2 separate regions of the Rattus norvegicus genome follow, and region 2 is linked to region 1. The links are chromatin contacts, called in public Hi-C maps. All regions are on one chromosome and are shown on one strand. The core of a region is the stretch at or near the end of the contact, and the rest is flanking DNA. Distances in the headings are between cores, read along the strand shown. Region 1 has its middle 57 kb from the start of Ahctf1. Region 2 overlaps Cdc42bpa (CDC42 binding protein kinase alpha).

The links. Hi-C and Micro-C count contacts between places; a contact is called where the count stands out from the background.
Region 2: a contact with region 1 is called in a Hi-C map of the A7r5 cell line, with 6 times the contacts expected there. The contact joins two enhancer-like sites. A contact is called at or near these places in 9 of 12 Hi-C or Micro-C datasets (the A7r5 cell line, Schwann cells, frontal cortex and 5 more).

Annotation. Positions count from the first base shown.
Region 1 is chr13:94,122,007-94,128,157 of GRCr8, reverse strand. No RefSeq gene overlaps it. Among named protein-coding and RNA genes, the nearest start is that of Ahctf1, 57 kb to the right of the region's middle. Within about 2 kb of position 2,542, at least 41 of the 93 cell types and tissues checked have an H3K27ac peak or open chromatin away from gene starts, as enhancers often do.
Region 2 is chr13:94,382,569-94,388,719 of GRCr8, reverse strand. Cdc42bpa (CDC42 binding protein kinase alpha) reads right to left here. Exons shown (of 37, transcript NM_053657.2): 19 at 6,135-6,151; 20 at 3,724-3,815; 21 at 444-520. Among named protein-coding and RNA genes, the nearest start is that of Coq8a, 78 kb to the left of the region's middle. Within about 2 kb of position 3,974, at least 4 of the 93 cell types and tissues checked have an H3K27ac peak or open chromatin away from gene starts, as enhancers often do.

The DNA of each region.
Region 1 (6,151 bases), core at 1,293-3,792:
TCCTGTCCTGGCGTCCTTCAGTGATGGCCTATGGTATGGAAATGTAAGCCCAATAAACCCTTTCTTCTTGGGTTGATTCTTGGTCACAGTGCTTTGACAATAGAAACCCTGAATAAGACAGGAGAGAAGAAAATAACAAGAGATAGTGGCAGGGCTGGGGATGAAGCTCAATGGTAGAGGACTTCCCTCACATGCACAAGGCTCTAGATTCAATTCAGTCACATACACACACACACACACACACACACACACACACACACACACACACACACAGGAGATAATAACAGAAACGAACAAAAACATAATTATGTCCATATTTCTGTGCATACCATACTAATTTACAGTACTTCTAAAACACAGTTTAATAATGTAAGCACATTTTCATTTAATAAAATGCATCATATGGGCCCAATTATATAAATGCATATGTGTATGAATTGGTGTACATGAAGAAATAGAACACCTCGCATTGAAACAGTAGCTGGACAACACCTCATGTTGAAACAGTAGCCAGACATAGTGGTTAGAACACCTCGTGTTTAAACAGTAGCCGGACATAGTGGTGTACACTTGATAATCCCAGCACCTGAGCAGCAAGGGGAAGAGGTTGAGGAGCTCAGAGTCATTCTTTGAGCTACATCCAGTTCAAGGCCAGCCTGAGCTGTATGAGACTCTGGCTCAAAAAAATGAAAACCAAGACTTTTATAATGACATCAGTCAACATGCCAACTCGGCTAGGGCAAACTTCACAAGCCCACCCCTAGACGAAGACTTACCGGCAACGGATGGCTACCAAGAGAGCGAGGCTCTCCAGACACGCCCATTGGTAGATTATCCAATCCCAATTGATCAGCACTAAACACAAGCACAGAGCAATGTTTAAATGGGCTCAGGAGGTCTTACATTTTCCTTGATATGATATGTATTGTGTCAGAATAATAATTACAAACAAAAAGGTCATGAATTTGAAGGGGGCACAAGAAAACTTGGAAGTGTAACTAGGAACAGTATTCATATAGGAAATTCTTGAACATATAAAAAGTATAAATTAAAGAAAAAGAAAATGGATAGTGGCACTCTTTTTTATTAAAGTGAAAAACAATGTTAGTTGTGATAATTGTTGGGACCAGCTGAGAGTTGAAGCCAGGGATTATGAGTTGAGGGGTGGGGGTGGGGGTGGGGGTGGGGAGTGGTGGCTGCATAGGTGTGTGTACGTGTCTGATTTTACTTCATCTTTATGCTTTCCTGTCAACCACACCCCCGCACTACTTTTTTTTTAACATAATAAATACAAAAAAGGTTAATGAAATGACAATCTGGTTAGATCCACATGGTCATTTAAACAAATCCATATGGCCTTCTCTAGGCCCTCTTTATAGCCCTCTCTATAGTCCTCTATATGGGTGTTTCTATGGCCCTCTCTATAGCCCTCTCTATGGCCCTCTCTAGGCTCTCTTTATAGCCCTCTCTGTAGCCCTCTCTATGGCCCTCTCTCTGGCCCTCTCTGTAGCCCTCTCTATGGCCCTCTCTCTGGTCCTCTCTCTGGCTCCCTCTCTAGGCCCTCTCTATGGCTCTCTCTATAACCCTCTCTCTGACCCTATAACCCTCTCTGTGGCCTTCTCAATGGCCTTCTCTATGACCCTCTTTATAGCCCTCTCTATAGTCCTTTCTATGGCCCTTTCTATAGCCCTCTCTAGGCCCTCTCTAGGCATTATTTCTCCAAGAGTTTGTCACACAATTAACTACACCTGTAGCACTTGTGGTCAAAGGAGTATGCAGAACATTGGATTGGGAAGCTCAAGTAGAAGCCAGCACAACAGGGAGAGTTGCAGAAAAATGTGAGCCTGTGCCCACCCTGGGGCACGTTCCTATGCTGGGGTATCACCTCCCACCTCGAATCTGGAGTACAAGGTGTTCTCAAAGAACCCATAATGACCTACAGTTCCGTTATAGCAACTGGCTCAGGAGTCTGGCAGCCTCTGGTTTTTTTACACTCTGATTTCCTAGCAGGGCCAGGCCCCAGGCAAACACAAAACAAAACAAAAACAGAGTCCCCAAAGGCCTAACAGAAAGGACAATAGCATGATGTAAGAGGGTCACTGAGAGCACTGAGCAGCCAGTGACTCAGCGCTTCTGCTCCATCAACACCAGCTGTAGCCTGCGGTGCTGACCGGTGGCCTGGTCTGGGCATGGAAAAACAAAGCAGACAGACAGACACACACAGAGAGACACACACCCTGCTGCAAACATCACAATGCCTGAAAAGTCTAACAGTTGAACCATATAAGAACACTGGACCTCAATTCTGTTTTCATCAACATCTTTCATCCAGATCCCTAAAAGGAGAGACACTGACAGAAGGGACCAACTCTCCAGACTGGAGCCGTTATCTGCCTTTAGGGTCTATCTCCTGTTAATTCTCCTGACTCTTCACCGCTCTTTTCAAAATACCTCAGGGTGAAGTTTGGTTAGTGTGGTAGATGTTAGAATAGGGTTCTCAAGACTTGGGAGGAAATTCCAGCCTTTCTGAGTCACAGGAGGGCCTGGGAGATTTCTGTACGGGCTACAGAAGAGAGTGGGAAACTATGCCACAAGCAGACACTGTCTGTAAATGTGTGTCTTATTCAAAGATGGTATCCACGGTGCTGGCGCCGCTTTCCCTGTGCCTCTGCTCCCTCTGGGCCCAAGGCAAGGAACTGTAGAGATGGGGCTGGTGCTAGAAGGGTCATCAACTACTTCCTCCCACCAAATCCACCTTTGGATCCAGCCTTACTCATTGAATGTGGCCCAAACAAGTATATCTTGTCACCCACTGCTCCTTTGAGAACTAGCTATGAGGAAAGTTCTTTGCTGTCGTTTGATTGGAAACTCGAGACAAAATAGCTCTTTTATAAAGGTGATTGCCCGATGACCTGATCCTATGATAGAAGATAAGAACCAACTTCCGAAAACTGCCCTCTGATCTCAAACACGACGGTGGTGGTGCTGTTGTTGATGATGATGATGGTGATGGTTTAACTCTGAGAACTCCAGGGCCTGGAGAGATGGCTCAGCACTTCAGGGCACTTGCTCTTGCAGAGGACCAGCACCCATGTGGCAGATCTCCAGTTCCACAGGTCTGATTCCCTCTTCTGTCCTCCCCAGGCATGTGGTGCACACACACACATGCAGACAAAACACTCATGCACATACAAAAGAAAACCTCCAAGGACTTCAGAATGTCCTTCTTCACTGTGAGGTATCAGATCATTGCATGGACATTTAATTTATACATATATATGTGTTTTTATAGTGGCTCTAAAGATGGAGTCCGGAGCCTTACTAAGCAAGGCTTTACCACTGACCTCTAGCCTGTGCGGACATTTCCAATCTCAAAGCATACTCTCATTTCAGAAACTAGGTGTCTTGGTCCAAGTATCCCTAATTGTTGCAATATTTATCCTCAGGTTAGTTCTCAGCGTTTCCCCTGCCAGCCTGAGGAAAGGACAGAGCTGGGAGATACATGTTATCTCCCTGGCTTGCTTCCCAGACTCCAGCTGGAGGGTGGAGAATATCCCTCAACTCCTCTATGCCAGGAGGACTCCATTCATTTGGCCCCTGCTCTCTTGGAAGCCCAGTGCTTTCACAAACGCAGTCCCATTTCCTCTTCCTCCAACAGCTCCCTCCTGAGGCTGCACACAGCTTTCTGGGAAATTCCCCCAAATGCAGGTCCCAGAGACTCATACCATGAAAAGAAGTAAAGGCCACACTTACAGATCTCTCCCATCTTCCCTGCCCAAAGCCAGCATTGATTGGTATTTTACCAAATGCTGTTGTGCCTGCAATAAATTTGTTAGCTACTCCCACACGAGGTCTCTTCGCGGGCCATGTCTGGAAAGCAAGGCTCCCCAGTAAAGCCACCATGAAGAATGCATAGGAGTGATGGCCTTTTCACTTGGGAAGGTCCCTGCAGTGGCTACCCTGGGTACGCTTGAGAGGAAGCTCAGCAGATTTCCCAGCGTCTTGAGGAAGCAACAATTTCCCAGGAATGTCATTTCTCAGCAGATGTGGGGAGGGAGCATGTCTGCGATTCAGAGATAGACAGAATTTTAGGGAGAAACCTGCTTAGTCCTACTCTGGGACCTAGAGGAGCCATGGCTTCCACTAGTCTCTCCCAGTGCCCAAAAGCAAGTAAGGTGCCCTTCCTCCAGAGCCTCCAGATCTCCAGCCCCACAAGCAGTGGGATGTCTGTGGCCCCATAGTCACCCATGGATCACTGGCCAATGAAGGTGTCAGACTCCGCAATGGTGATAACTACTTCCTAAGTAAGAAACAGAGAGGGGTGGCTCAGTATCTACCCGTTGTAGTGGACACTGTTGAAGGTTGGAAGAACCAGGAGGTCCTTTGCTCTCTGCCCACAATGGGCACACAGGCAAGGTTTTTAACTCATTTGCCTTGGCAACTTTCCCACTGTCGTGGAATGTACCAGACTAGGCAGGACGGATGGAGCCCAGCACAGAACACAGAGGGCCAGCTGCTGGCTGTGGTAATGACATCGTCCTCGAAAGGGGTAGACTAACACCGAAGCCTGTGATGCAACTGAGCTGTGCTTTGTCAACAGGCCAGTGAGTCAGTGGGTGACATGTTGAGCTCCTGAACTCCCAGCAGGTCTAGGTCCCTCAAGGCCCCCCTGAGAGGCTGCAACCTGGGTTCCTAAGCCAGGAAATGTTTCTAAATCAAACCCACTCTGTTCTCTTTCACCAGTGCCTTCTTCTTGGACTCATTTCCTTGTCTGAAAGTAGGTCTAATTGGATTTGTGTCTATTTCTACAGCCCCACATACAGCCCCATTAGTTTCTAATACCATTAGAGCCTTTCAATTATGTGAGACATTAAAGGAAACATGCCATTCTTAAAAATCTTTAAACGTCCATGCATACTCCCTTGACCCAGTTTCCCGTGTCCTCTAGGGACACAGAAACCCTGTCGAGGACACCTTGCGACTCACTGTAGAAAACAAGTCAGGAACGGCAAAGGGCAGGTAGCTTGAAACTGGGGAGGGACTGGACCAGAGAAAAGCCATTTTTTCTCTCCTACATCCCAAATGTGAGGAGTTGACGAACACTAGCTGTGCTATGAAAGGAAGGAAGGAAGGAAGGATGGATGGATGGATGGATGGATGGATGGAAGGAAGGAAGGAACAAAGAAAGAAAGAAAGAAAGAAAGAAAGAAAGAAAAGAAAAGAAAAGAAAAGAAATATTCATTGATTTATGAAAGTATTAACACAGGATGGAAATTAAACACTAGTGGGAAGAAATGTATAGAGTTTGGATGTTGGATAAACTGGAGCCCTCTCAATAGATGTCAACAAAGTATTTTTAGCAAGGGATGGTGGTACAGGACTGTAATTCACCAGCAAAGACAGGAGAACCAGAGTTCACAGACACCTAGACTATATAGTGAGATTCTATCTCAAAACATCAAAACCATAAACTAATTATCATTCTTCCATTCATATTCAAAAGAATAACAAAGCCAGGTGCCGTGCTAAGACGTCTCACAATGCATCCCAACATGTCAAGGCATTCCCCGGGCTGACCTGATCAACAGTCCAAGTCTGGGGGTCACAGGGCATCCTAAAGTCAAGAGTCAAGTTCTGGGGCACAGCTACATCTCAGTAGCTGAGTGACTGCTTGACATGCATGAGGCCCTGAGTTCTCATGCATGGAGGGGGGAAGAGGAGGAGGAAGAAGAAGGAGGGAGGCAGGGAGGGACGGAGGGAAGAAGGAAGGGAATGAGGGAAAGAAAGTGGGAGGAAAGGGGAGGGAAGGGAGGACTGGAAAGGGCAGGGTCTGCAGTTTAAAGTGTATACTGCTCTTGCAGAGAACCCAAGTGAGGATTGCAGCGCCCACATAAAGCAGCTCATGACCATCTGTAACTGCAGCTCCAGGGAATCCAAGGGCTTCAGTGGGCACTACACTCCCAGACATAGACACACGTGATACATGTAACTATTTTAGAAAATGTCCTGTTTCTAGCATTCACTCCATCTGACATGCCATGGAGTCTTACTACAGAGGTTCCAAAAGCAAATCTCCTTTGCTGGGCTGACAAGGGCCAATTTAGAACTCTCTGAACTTATTTGGAGTGAAAAGACCTCTGCCACTGAGTCG
Region 2 (6,151 bases), core at 2,725-5,224, 260 kb before region 1:
GACGAAGTGCTATCCAGTCACCATTTCAGAACACAGCCAACAGTGTAGATCAGCACGTTGACCAAAAGCGGTCTTAGTGCACACTCCTTAGGAGCTGACGTGAACAGGAGCCACGGTGCGCTAAGTCAGTGCTCTTGCTTTCACTTATTTTTGTTGTGTCTCCAAGCTTTGGAGAAAAGGAAAATTATCTCAGAAACTTGGATTCGCCCCACTTTCACACTTTGGGAAGGCTGAAGTTGGAATTGCTTTTAAGTGTAATAACAGCTTTTGGTTTCAGACTCTTGGGTGTTTTTATTACACACAAATGTGGTCGTGCTTCCATAAGAATGCAGACACCCCTCCCATGCATGTTTCTATTCACTATTTATATCATGCCAGGTTCTCTAAGGTATTGCTGCAGAGTGAACTGTAGCAGACCCAGAGGGTCCTCAGCAGTTACTTACTTCAAATTGATCCAGAGCATCGGTAGGCGTATTCAAAAATGCCAAGAAAGAGTGCTGTGAGTCTCGGTGCTCTACACCTAGAAAACAGTGGCAACTCCTTTTTTAAAGTAGAACTAAAAAGAATTTTCCTGGATAACCAACTTCTCCTGTCTCAATATAGTAAAGGTTTCAAAGCTGATTGCATTAACTCTACATAGTTGAAAAACCAAAATATATTAGTGTTTCCCAGACTCCACAGTTAGCCTAGGCTAGTTTATATGCTAATTCCGTGAGTCCCAGTTAGCTTCCCCATCTCGTACTCCAGTCCTCACCCTGTGGCTCACAGCCCTTCTGAGGGTCCAACAATTCTCTCACAGACACCTACAGCCTGCATATCAGATGGTCACACTACGGTTCCATTAGGGAGGTTGAGAACCATTGATCTAATACATCATAATAAAACAAAACACAGTCTTTTGGGCAATTTGAAAAAAAAATAAAACTAGAAGCTTGTCTATTTGTGATTTTTTTCTAAATTCTTTTACCAGCCAAACAAGAGATATCCTTTGAAATTCTTTTTTTAAAAGTAATCTTTTTAGCATTTATGAAATATACTTATTTCATTAATAAAGTAAATGTAGTTAATTACATTTTTCCTATTGAAGACTAAATAACCAAAAATTAATTTTTTTCTCAGATGAATTTTTAAAAAATGTATATAAACTTTTTGGCTATGATATATATATATACATATATATAGTATATGTATATGTATATATACACATATATATATAATTTTAAAAAAATTTCAAAATGCAAAGATTATAATAAATATTAGGGGAGATAAAGCAGAAATAGACTATCATAATTAATTTTTAAGAAGTTTGTATCTATGAACGTCTGTACACCATGTGCATGCATTGCTTGTGGAGGCCAGAAGGGGGCATCAGCACCCTGGGACTGGAGTTACAGAACGCTGTGAGCTGCTCGGTGGTGCTGGAGATTAAACCTGGTAATTTAGAAGATGGGCCAGTACGGAGCTGCGAGACATCTCTCCAGCCCCCACTGTGTAGCTGTGACTTTTCTATCATGAAACCTCGTCAACTGGTTTGTGTCTCTCTCTAGCACAGGGCAGGGGCTCTCTGTACCTATGTTTGGGAGCGTGACCACGTATGTACATGTAGAGGGCTGAGATCAGTTGTTAGGTATCTTCCTTTTTTGCTCTCCATTTTGTTTTGTTTTTGAAAAATGGTCTCTCACTAAAACTAAAACTCACATCTGGTTAGAATGGCTGGTCAGTGAACTCCAGGGTTTTGTTTGTTTGTTTGTTTTTCTTGTCTCTCAGTGATGGGATTTTAGGTGTATCCCTGGGTGATGGGAATGTGGGTGCTCAGAATCTGAAATCAGGTCTCGTGCTTGTAAAGTAAGCATTTCACACAGTTAGTCGTCTCCCAATCACTGATTTATGTGCTTCTCAGCATTAATATCATCCTAATATATCAATCATAATTATGAAATAGGCAGTTTGAGTATTTAGTCAACACATATTTATTATGAGCCTATTATGAGCAGCTGAGATAGCTCAGCAGCTAAAGGCTCTTGCTCCCGGAAGACCTGAGTCAGTCTCTAAGACCCACATGGTGAGAGAACTAAATCCTGAAGATTGTCTCTAAGCTCTGTATGTATGCAAGGCATGCACCCCCCCCATGTTTGTGTCTACACACACACACACACACACACACACACACACACACACACACACACGTTATAGTAGGTACTTTTCTAGATATTGTGAATAAAATAGTAAACCAAGTATAGAAAAGGATTTTGCCCTCATTTTGAAACTCAATTATATAGCACATTACATCATGTTGTAACATAATGAAATTTTGCAATATTCTGAATAAGAAAGCCTTTATTTAACATGATTTCATAAAGCAATGTGCTAGAAACTTAGAAGTCTTTTAGGTTTGGATATAATCTAAAAATAATGCAGTCAATTTGATCTGTCGGTTTTATTTGGCACAGGTGTTATTCTGGTTAAATTGCTTTTAGGACTACATTCATATTACATACTGTTTTTCTTCCTTAATATACTTCTCCACTGTTTATGAATTAAAATCAGACATGATCACTTGGCAGGATTTCTCATCCTTGTATTGTGAGTTCTTATTCACTTTTGTCATTAAGAAATTCAATCACCAAAAAAGGTGCCATAAAGCACTCTAGTGCTCTCTGTGGTTAGTCTGTTCTCCTAGTACAAGCAGACATAAAGATCCAACCAGACCCAACCCTCTCTGTGTTACAGATATGGAAAATAATAAACTCTTAGCCAAAGACAAACCCTATATATTAACCCAGTAATTGATGATGGCCATTGCCAGAAAAATGGATTTTTGATAATTCTATATAAAATGTCTCTTTACAAAATGTAAGTCACATTTTGAATTTATTTTTACTAAATTATTACTCTTGTAATGTCCACATTATGGAAAAATTGTATAAGAGGTTTATATCACAGAGTTATGACATGCTCTGAACTAGGCCCATGTAAAAAGAACAAAAGTTCTCAAGAAAATACTAATAAATTCTAGGAAATCTCATAGGACAGACAATGTAAACATCAATCTGGAAAAAGACAGCAAACACCTAAATAATTCTTCATTACTAAAATAATTAGTATTGAGTTAGTCATCATTATTTTCTATGTTTCCCTGGCTGTTTTTCTGGTATCATAAGGTTCTGTGCACTGTAGGCACATGGAAAGTGCTATTAAGTATAATCCTAGCACTCAGGGAAGTGGACAAGAGGACTCCGAATTCAAGGACACCTTGGGCTACTTAGCAACACTCTGTCCCCCAAACAACCTCCCCTTTTCAAGTTTCTTCACTAAGAAACTTATGTTCACTAATGTAACATACAGCACCACAGTTGAAGCAGCTACCTCATGTGACATGTGAGAACATTATAAATATGTCACAAAAATACTTTTATCCCAACTCAAAAGTTACTCATGAAGTATATTTTAACACTGAGATAACAGTCAAATTCATGGCAAAGAGGTTATTTCTGTAACTAAAAGTTCCTAGTATAATGTATGTTAATTAATACATAATAGCTCAGCCAGTCTACATGCACATGTATGTGCGCATGAGTGTGTATGCATGTTCGTATGAACTCTCAAGGGTGTGTGCATGTGCAGTTGCTAATGTAAAGAATTCTCTGTCTGTGGAGCAAGCTGGCTCTCCTGCAACAACGGCCATTAGGTACAGCAAGTGCTGGTGCAAACACAGTCTCATACCCTTTTCAGATCTAAGCTCTTCAGTGTCCTTTATCAGCTGCTCGATTTCGGACAACAGTTCCAAGTTCTTCTTCTCTGAATCTTTCAGTTTACTTAAATAGGCAGGGAAAGAAAAATAGTCATTAGTTTTGTGTAGCTGGGTTTATTTGGTTTAAATGTCTGTGAGGCTAAACTAGGAGACTGTTAACTACTGCATGAAGACAAATACAGCCTGCCACCTACTATTATGCAAATTAATAAAGCAGGCCGGGCTCATCCATTTCCATACCGATGGCTGCCAGGTCTGGAATGCAGCTCAGTAGCAGAGGGCTTGCCTGGCCTGTGTGAAGGAAGCCCCAGCTCAAACCCTAGCACTGACAAGCATCAGAACAGGGCTCCTGCTGCTGCACCAGGATTGAGGACGAGGGCGGAGCAGAGAGGAGGCCACGCGCGCCTTCGCGCCTTCACAGAGACATGTGCTGACCCTGAGCTGAGTTTACATTTACCCGTGTTATGAAACCAAAGGTTGCTTCTACAATCCTGTTAGACTTTCTCCACATCACTGTGTAGCTGGAACATATGCACCTGTTTATCGCTTTCATCTGACTCAGCTCTCTCTGCTTTATGAGCAAATGTGTAAACTTCAACGTCAAGCAAGAGGATGGCACTCGATGGCATTCAGTAATTCTTTACATGAGGTCTACTTCATATTCTCCACAAAAGAATTCTCTTTCAATGCTTCACAAACATATTTAATTAAAACAAACTTAATTTATGCCTGTGTCATTTACATCAAAAAATTTATAATTCAACAGGAGTGTGTTTGCCCTTCAATAAGAAAAAAATGACTACAGCTTAAGAATAAAGGCAGTAAACTTCTCAAAACTAAATTTGTAGTCCCTGTGTTTCTTCTCATGCTTTTGGAAGTTGATATTTTTGAGCCAGAAGGATTTTTAAATTTATAGTTTCATTTTTACTGTGAACTTACTATAGTTCCAATGTTACCTACTGATTTAAATATTTATTTCTCTTTCTTCCTGTGTGTGTGTGTGTGTGTGTGTGTGTGTGTGTGTGTGTATCTGTGTGTCTGTATGAGTTTATGTGGTACCACATTCAAACAGATTCCCTAAGGAGGTGCCAATGTTTTGGATCCTATGGAACTAGACTTACAGGCAGTTGTGAGGTGCCTGATTTAACTGCTGAAAATCAAACTTTGGTCCCCTGCAAAACCATTGAGGAGTCTCAATTGCTGAACCATCTGTCTAGAACTGTGACTTAGTTTTGAACCATCTTTATATCTAATCTAATTAAAAACTTTTGTTTCATCATTTATATATCTAACATAGAATTTGTTTTACTGTTATGACAAGAATCAAGGGGCTATGTTTAGTAGCTAACTGCCCTGGATACTAGAAGTTTGATTATTTTTAAATAAACAAAGGAACCTTGAAAATAATCATAATTATTTTGCCTTTACAAAACTTAATATCTCAAACCCCCAAACAACATCCACAAAATCTGACATCAATAAAATGACCATCTGTAAAAGACCTTTGGTAGAGGTCCCAGTTTTTAGAGATTTGTATTGTGTTCTGGTGGTAAAGTTTCATTCTATACAGAATGTGAGAGAAGTTTAGATTCAATAGAAAAAAATTGAGTAAACTAAACTTTATATATAAGGAGAAAAGAATGAAATACTATTTAAAACTAATAATCCATCTATGGATAACCCTGAAGAAAACAAGGCTGTATGAGATGTTACCTAGTGTCGGCGCCATCTTTGTTTTACCGCGCCGCTCCCTACAACCTAGAATCACATCTTTGCTTCTCAAATCTTCACAACTCTCTGTGGTCATGGTTGTGTGTGTGTGTGTGTGTGTGTGTGTGTGTGTCTGGGTGAGTGTGCACAAATGTGCAGGACAGAGGGCAACAGCAGTGTCTTCCTCAACAGCTCTTCCCCTTCATTTGGAGACAAAGTTGTTCACTGAATTTGGAGCTCCTTCATGGACTGGTGCCTGGCTGGTGAGCTGGAACTCTCATTCTCTCTCTCATTCCTTTTCTCCCTCCCTCCCTCCCTCTCCTCCCCTCTCCCTTCCCAGCCCTGGGATTATAGGCAGATGTTATAGCTCCCAGCATGTTTTTTTAGATGTTGGGCTGGCTCAAATTTAGGTCTTCATGCTTATAAGGCAAGCACTTTAATGACTGAGCCTTTTCCTCACTTTTGTCAGGGAGGTGGGGGCAGACCTTTGACCTTGGGCATGCCAGGCAAGCATTATACTGCTGAACTGTATTCCCAATCTTCTGGTCAGCATTTTTTAGCCTTACAAACAAACAAACAACAATAAACCCCCGCAGATAGGCAAATACACATGTAACTTCTCCCCACAGCTTTCAACAAGTCACTACTGTGGTGACTAGATACCGGGCCTTACCATTCTGTTATGATGTT